Regions from separate parts of the Anas platyrhynchos genome. Here region 1 is linked to region 2. A link is a contact called in public Hi-C data. All regions are on one chromosome and are shown on one strand. The core of a region is the stretch at or near the end of the contact, and the rest is flanking DNA. Distances in the headings are between cores, read along the strand shown. Region 1 holds the start of B3GLCT (beta 3-glucosyltransferase). Region 2 holds the start of RXFP2 (relaxin family peptide receptor 2).

Evidence for each region. A called contact is a pair of places that touch in the nucleus more often than the background predicts.
Region 1: a Hi-C map of liver shows a contact between it and region 2, with 3 times the contacts expected there. The contact joins the promoter of B3GLCT here to the promoter of RXFP2 in region 2. A contact is called at or near these places in 3 of 8 Hi-C or Micro-C datasets (liver, skeletal muscle and subcutaneous adipose tissue).

Annotation. Positions count from the first base shown.
Region 1 is chr1:184,518,666-184,521,878 of IASCAAS_PekinDuck_T2T, forward strand. It overlaps B3GLCT (beta 3-glucosyltransferase), which reads right to left and starts at 1,831. Exons shown (of 15, transcript XM_027470010.3): 1 at 1,571-1,831. The coding sequence starts at 1,661.
Region 2 is chr1:184,386,575-184,389,937 of IASCAAS_PekinDuck_T2T, forward strand. It overlaps RXFP2 (relaxin family peptide receptor 2), which reads right to left and starts at 1,361. Exons shown (of 18, transcript XM_027470037.3): 1 at 1,020-1,361. The coding sequence starts at 1,242.

The sequences.
Region 1 (3,213 bases), core at 581-3,080, 130 kb after region 2:
CAAGTTTTCAGCATCTGAAGCTTTTTATAAAATAAAAGCAACTCATTTTGTTTTTTTTTTACTAATTTATTTAAGCTGATAGCACATATAGGAAGAAGTCAGCTAAAACCACCACTTGTAAACCACTGAAATGTCTGAACGAGTGCTGTATACACCAGTACCTTTATAAAGGTGACCAAAGAAAAAACATGGAAAAAAAAGCATCATCACTATTCCTTCCGAGTGTCTGAAAGCTAGACCAAACAAAATCACCTGAACACATCTCCCCATTCTGCAAGGTGTCACCTGCAAGCTGGAATTTTATAAAATACTGACTAACAGACGTGCTGTTTTCTCCTGTGAAATGAAATCCACATGATTTCCAACAGCAAAGCTGATTGCTTTGCAAACTTATTACCCTTGCTATCTCAAAAGCCTACAGTACTTACAAAAGGACTTTACAATAAAAAGATATTTAAAAAAAAAAAGACAGAAGAAAGCCTTGGTATTGCAAAAAGCTTTAGGTAAGCAAATTTTATAGCAGCATGGACAAAGCAAGAGATAACTGCACAAGCAAGAACACGAGTTTTTCCACTTCTGCCTATAAAACATATTTATATACACATACACACACAGGGAAATTGAAGCTGCTATCCTCAGTGTTATCACAACCCTCTTAGAAGTTACGGGTGCCACAGCATCTTGCTGGAGGAAAAATTACTCATTCTTAGAGGCATGAAACACAGCTTCAGGACGAGCAGTAGGGTATCAGGACTGCAAAGCCCAAGCTGCACAGGTAAAAGGAAAAATGTTTTACAAGGCAAAAATCAAAATATCACCCTTTCACTTTGCCTAAAACTGGATTTATTTGTACGAGGTTTCTCCGGCAGGATTTTGATCCACGAGCCACGCTAGCAGAAGGCAATCAAACCCAAAGGCTCAGAATGAGCTGATGAGCCCATGCTGACAGAGCCTGGGTGCGTTTGGGAACACAAATAAGGAGAAATTGAACAGCTGTGAACGTTTATTTCAGCTTTCCGCACTTCAGGCAACAGCTAACTCCAAGAGCCCGTGGCGAGCCGACTGCTGACAAACCCTTCTCTCGCAATCTCCCCCCACCTGCCTAGAAAAGGTCTCTAGAAATCAAGACACATCAAGAAAATAGGTTTTATTTTTTCTTTCGCGATGAAGGAAACTGGGCAGCTTTTCTCCCCTCTGAGACACCCGCTCTTAGTCCGGGAGCACAGGGCTCAGGGGGGCGGTTTCCACACGCTGTTGATGGGTTATTGAGGGAAAATGGGGTTTTTGAAGGAAAGATTTTTGAGGTAAAGAGTTGTTGAGGGCAGGGCTGTTGAGGGAAGGGGTTTTTCGAGGGCTGCCCCCTGCCCGCGGAGCCGCCGCCGCCTCCCCTCAGGCGGCGCCGTGGCGGGAAGCTGAGGGGAGCCCGGGCGGCCGAGCCCCGCTGCCCGCCCTCAAACAAAGTTGAGGGGAAGGGCGAAGGGCCGGGGTGCCCCGTCCCCTTCCCTCCCGTCCCGTCCCCTGCCCTCCTCCCTTCACCCTCGCCATGGCGCCCCGGCCGCCGGTCACTCACCGCGGCTCCGGGGCGGCGGGAGGAGGACGAGGACGTGGGCGCAAGCGGCGAGGAGCAGCCAGCGCTCGCAGCCGGGCTGCCGCCGAGCCATGGCGGCGGGGGAAGGAGAGGAGAGGAGCGGGGAGGGGGGCACGGCGCTGCCCGCCTCTGCCGAGCGGCCTCCGGCTGGTGGCGGTGCCGCCGCTGCCTGCCCGCCCTCCTCCCCTCCCTCCCCCGCCAGGGCCCGGCAGGACCGGGCGCCAGCGCCGGGAGGAGGAGGAGGAGGAGGAGGAGGAAGGGGGGGAGGGAGGCGCAATGGGGCCCCGGCGCCCTCTGGCGGGCGGCCGCCCGCCCGCTCCGGCCTCTCGCCCCTGTGGTGACTGCCTGAGGGGCGGCTGCGGCCGGAGGATTTTTAAAATTTAAAAGTCCTTAGTTTTAAAACCCTTAATAATGAAACGTGCCCGCATTTATAGTTACGGACCGTGTGGTTACGGGCTGTACAGTTACAGATCATATAGGTACGGACTAAGTTGGCAATATTAGAGCCCCAAATCCTCCAGATTAGCACAGCGCTCCGTAACCACTATCAAACATCAAGCAGCCATTACCAAAAAAACAATTAAGATGTCTTTAGTTCTTAATGCTCAATTGCAAACTCCAAAGGAGGTCCTCCAACGAGGCTTCTCCATTGTCCAATTTAAAGAAGTTTTTTTTTTCTTCATTTCTCATGAACAAACTTAAATATTGTCAAATGATACCCAGCACTCCTACAGAAACACGGTCCAAATTAACAAGTGGCCTAATACAGCCCTCAATGCCTCACAAAGTGTTGCCCCAGAGGGTGCTAAGCCTCCAGGCAGCCACCTCATAACTCCCTGTGTAACCCCATAGCCCTTGGACTGCCATGAACAGGCCACAAGTTTTTTATTGAATGTGTATTTTTTATTGAATGTGTATATTCTGTGTGTGTGTGATTCTGTGTGTAAGGCCTTGGGGTTGCAGCCAGTCTGAACTTTCTTGACCTGCCCGCACATTTATTTCAGAGAAAGATCACAAATATGAAAGCTTGTTCACAAACAAAAAAATGACTCCCCATGTATTCTGGAGTATGAAGCAAAGGTGTAGAAACCAAGTGGTGTGTGTGCAATGTTAACTGCACTGTCATTTTTTCACCATTCACTGTCATTTTTTTTCATTTGTAGCAACGAGGTCTGCATTAATAATGAGAATTAATAATCCTTTACATTTTATTTAACAAAAAAAAATCTTGCTTTTACTTACATGTAAGGTGTAGGTCCTCTGTGCCCTTAAAAGCAATTTAGTGTGACACCTGGCATTTTGAGGTAACAATTGCTTACACACTGGGTACTTATAGCCATGATTTCCCTAAAGATCTGTATGTACACATTTTCCCATCAAATACAGAAGATTTCCATCGCAGATACTCCCCTCCTACCAACCCCATCACTCAGTACCCACTGATCTTACTGGACACATCTGGTTCAGCCTCCAGGAAAACCATAAACTGCCTGTTTTTAATTCAGTAAGGCCAACAGCACAGTACCTGACCTAGACCTTTCATAAATACTCTGCAGCTTTTAGATCTACTGCCTTCTTTTCCTGACAGATCAAGCATTCAGTAGGGTACCTTAAGTATGCCAGAG
Region 2 (3,363 bases), core at 111-2,610:
CAGCAATTTAAAAGATATCTTTAAATAGAGTATTTAATAAAATTCAATACTTTCTAATCCTGCATATTCCACTCCTTTATAACAGGTTGTCTACAGAACAAATAATATATTCTCTCTTACTTGTTTTCCATTTCTAACAGGCTGGCATTTTCTTTTTCTTTTTAATTTATTTTCTTCCTAGTAATGCACTTGCCATTTCATTTTCTTACTTTGATAACACTCTGCATTATTAGAAAAAAAATGCTATTTCATTAAAGAACTTTCCACAAGCTTAAGAATTGCCATTCATGAGCTAATTACAATGAAAACCATTTATTCACTTTCCTACAATACTTCAAGAATTGCTAAGCATAAGAAAACTATTATTATTAAAAATTAATGTGTGTAGGAACTGAAATATTTTAATTTTTGAAAATTTGTTTAAAGGAAAGACTGTAACTTCCACTTGTATATTGTTGCTAAACTAGTGTTTCTAATGAAAAATAAGTTTTCTCATAGAAGCAATATTTTAGGCAATTGTTTCTAAGATTCAACATGCTTGCTTAAATGTATCGTTCTATTTTGAATTTGCTTATACTGAAAATATTTGCTTCACTGAATTACCACAAGTTTTGCTTAAATTGGGAAATACCCATGAAAACTTAGTTGCTAAGTTAAATGCTTCCTTTTTTTCACCTAATATGTAGAAAGTGTGCTATGATACAGAGGCGAAGCTTGCTGATCAGAACAATGTTTCATTACATTGGGTATTTTTTGAAAAAGCATGGCTTTATCAATTAGTTTTGTAGCTGATAAATTTAATCAAAATTTAAAGCAACCTGGTTGGGCAATTCAATCGTTTTACAAAATCAGATTTTCTCACCTGCTTTAAACTTAAAATAATAATAAAAAAAAAAAAGTATAACAAAATCATGCAAATGAAAATTCCTTACCGATTCCTCACTTTAAATGAAATTTCTTGTTAATGCGTCCCAAAAGGCACTCAGGCTAATAAAGAATTAAGTGAGAAGTGGTCTTACCTTTGATTCCTAACAGAAGAATGACACGGAGCAGGAACAGCATCCTCGGAGCCCGAAGGGGACGGGACGGGCAAGGGGATGAGTGTGGCCATGGAGCCGTGCTCTGCTCTGGGCCCCTTGCAGCTGCCCTCCTGCAGAGCCCCAGCCAGGATGGGATGCGTGGCACCGAGCATGCTCCCAGCCCCTGCTCCCTCTCACCCACCAGGTTGTCAGCACTTGTCATAAACCATCGCAGACGTCTTGTCTGGCTCCTGGTTTGCCACTGCTTGTGCCTGAGAAAGAGCGCAAGGGATTCCGATTTTACTGCGTTCACAACTCACTTCTGACAGGGCGATTTCTGGATCCGAGGTGTTTCTTTACATACGAAGTTACTTTTATAAGGAAAATGAAAATCTCTAAACAGTTTGCTGTTGTCGTATCACAGCTGGGATTACAGAGTAATGATGTTATTCAGATTTTTTAATTACAAAGCCGACTGAAGATTAACACCCAAATGCTTACACATGACATTAAACACTGCGCACAGCTGGGCCACTGAAATCAGCCCCTTTGCTGTCTCCAAGGGTGATTTCTTAAAGTTTTTTTCTCAAAGAAGGCTCATTACACTTGTGCCCTAATTATTATTATGAAAAGTTAATATTTTTCTGCCCCGTGTTACGCCTTTATGTGTCCTCAGTGAAAACTTTTTTTTTTTTTTTTTCCCAGAAGAGGATACTACAGACATGTGAAAGATCTTTTCCTACACCACTATCTGTATTTAAAATTAAATAAGGCAGACACGTTCTTCTAACATTATACATCATTTCATATGAGTTTGCAGTGCATTTAACCAATATACATGATGAGCGACATTATGTTCTTCCATGCTATATTTTGACTTAAATGGGGAAAATCAATGCAAAAAGATTGTAGTACATTAGTACATAACCTCAAATTATTGATAACTTTTGTCTACAATACTTTGAAATAAAACAGCTAACAGGAAGAATGCAAAAATCTTCAGAAAAGGGGACTACAAAAATGTGATGTGTATGGATGGTCTACACCCTACAATAAAAACTACCCAATGTTAGAGGGCCAAACAGCCATTCACTTCTATGCAAGGCAAAGAACAATTTAAGTGAGGGTGGGGACTCGTTCAAGAATGTATTTGACTTCAGCCACCACAATTATCTCAGAGGCATTTACGATCCCAGCCCACGGTGCTCTTTATGTTGAATGTGGGAGGCAAAGGAAGGTGAGAGTGGGATGTGGCACATTTCCACCTGTATTTTGTAGTGCTGTGTAGCACTGTAGAGTTTCTGCAGTTTCTGAAACAGCAGGTGGAAATGTGGACATTTACCAGCATTGAAATGCAGAAGGTGATTGAAGTCAGCATAGGTGGAAAGGCCTAAAGGTGCCTTGCTTGGCACTGTTTGGCTCTGTCTCTGTTTTGCACATCCTATCTTCCCAGGCACTGCCTATTCTAAAAGAAGGGATGGATGGCATTTGGTTTCAGCACATGAAAATTAAAAATATAACAGAGGGTCATGCAGGATTATGTGGGGATCACATGAAACAGTGAAGTGAATGTCATTGCTGGTTGTTGGCATCCCATTCTTAGCAAGTTGTCTGTTCAGGGGACTGAGCTGTGACCAGCTGCAAAGGAGACCTTCCCTGCTTCTCTCTCTGCTTTGGAACTGTGTTGAATTCACATACAGGGGCTCTCATGGGGCCTTCAGTCTGAGGGATGTGTCACAACAGTAGCAGAGATAATGCCCTGCCTGTGCCACAGGTGGGACTGATTAAATCACTAGAAGTCTTTTATATGTCTTTGCTTACCTGTCGTTGCATCAGTGATAAAAATGGCAAATGCCTATTACCAGAGGATAATGGCTGATTTTGCTGTCCTGATGTAGCAGTCTGGGTTACAGCTCAGTGCAGAAGACCCTGGATATATTTATAATAATATAATATAATATAATATAATATAATATAATATAATATAATATAATATAATATATTTAGGGCATGTACTCACTGAGATGAGTTTTTGAGCACTACATTGTACTAGCTAAGTAATGCATCAGGCTAAATGCTGATCTCCACACAGAAATAAGTAGTCTGTGTACAGAGGACTTGCAGAAAACACAGACTTTTTAGGTGTCTTTTTGTATGCCCAGACTCTCATGCCTACAGTTTCTTTTAATGCTATGTAATCTCCCCGTTCCCTTCTCAAAGCCGCTTGGAAGCAAGGAAAAATGCTACCAAGGACCAAAGAGGTCTCTACATCTGAAGAACTGGTGTTCATAGAGGAATGTGAAATAATGATATAGGACTGTGTCCAGGAACACCAGGACTTGAC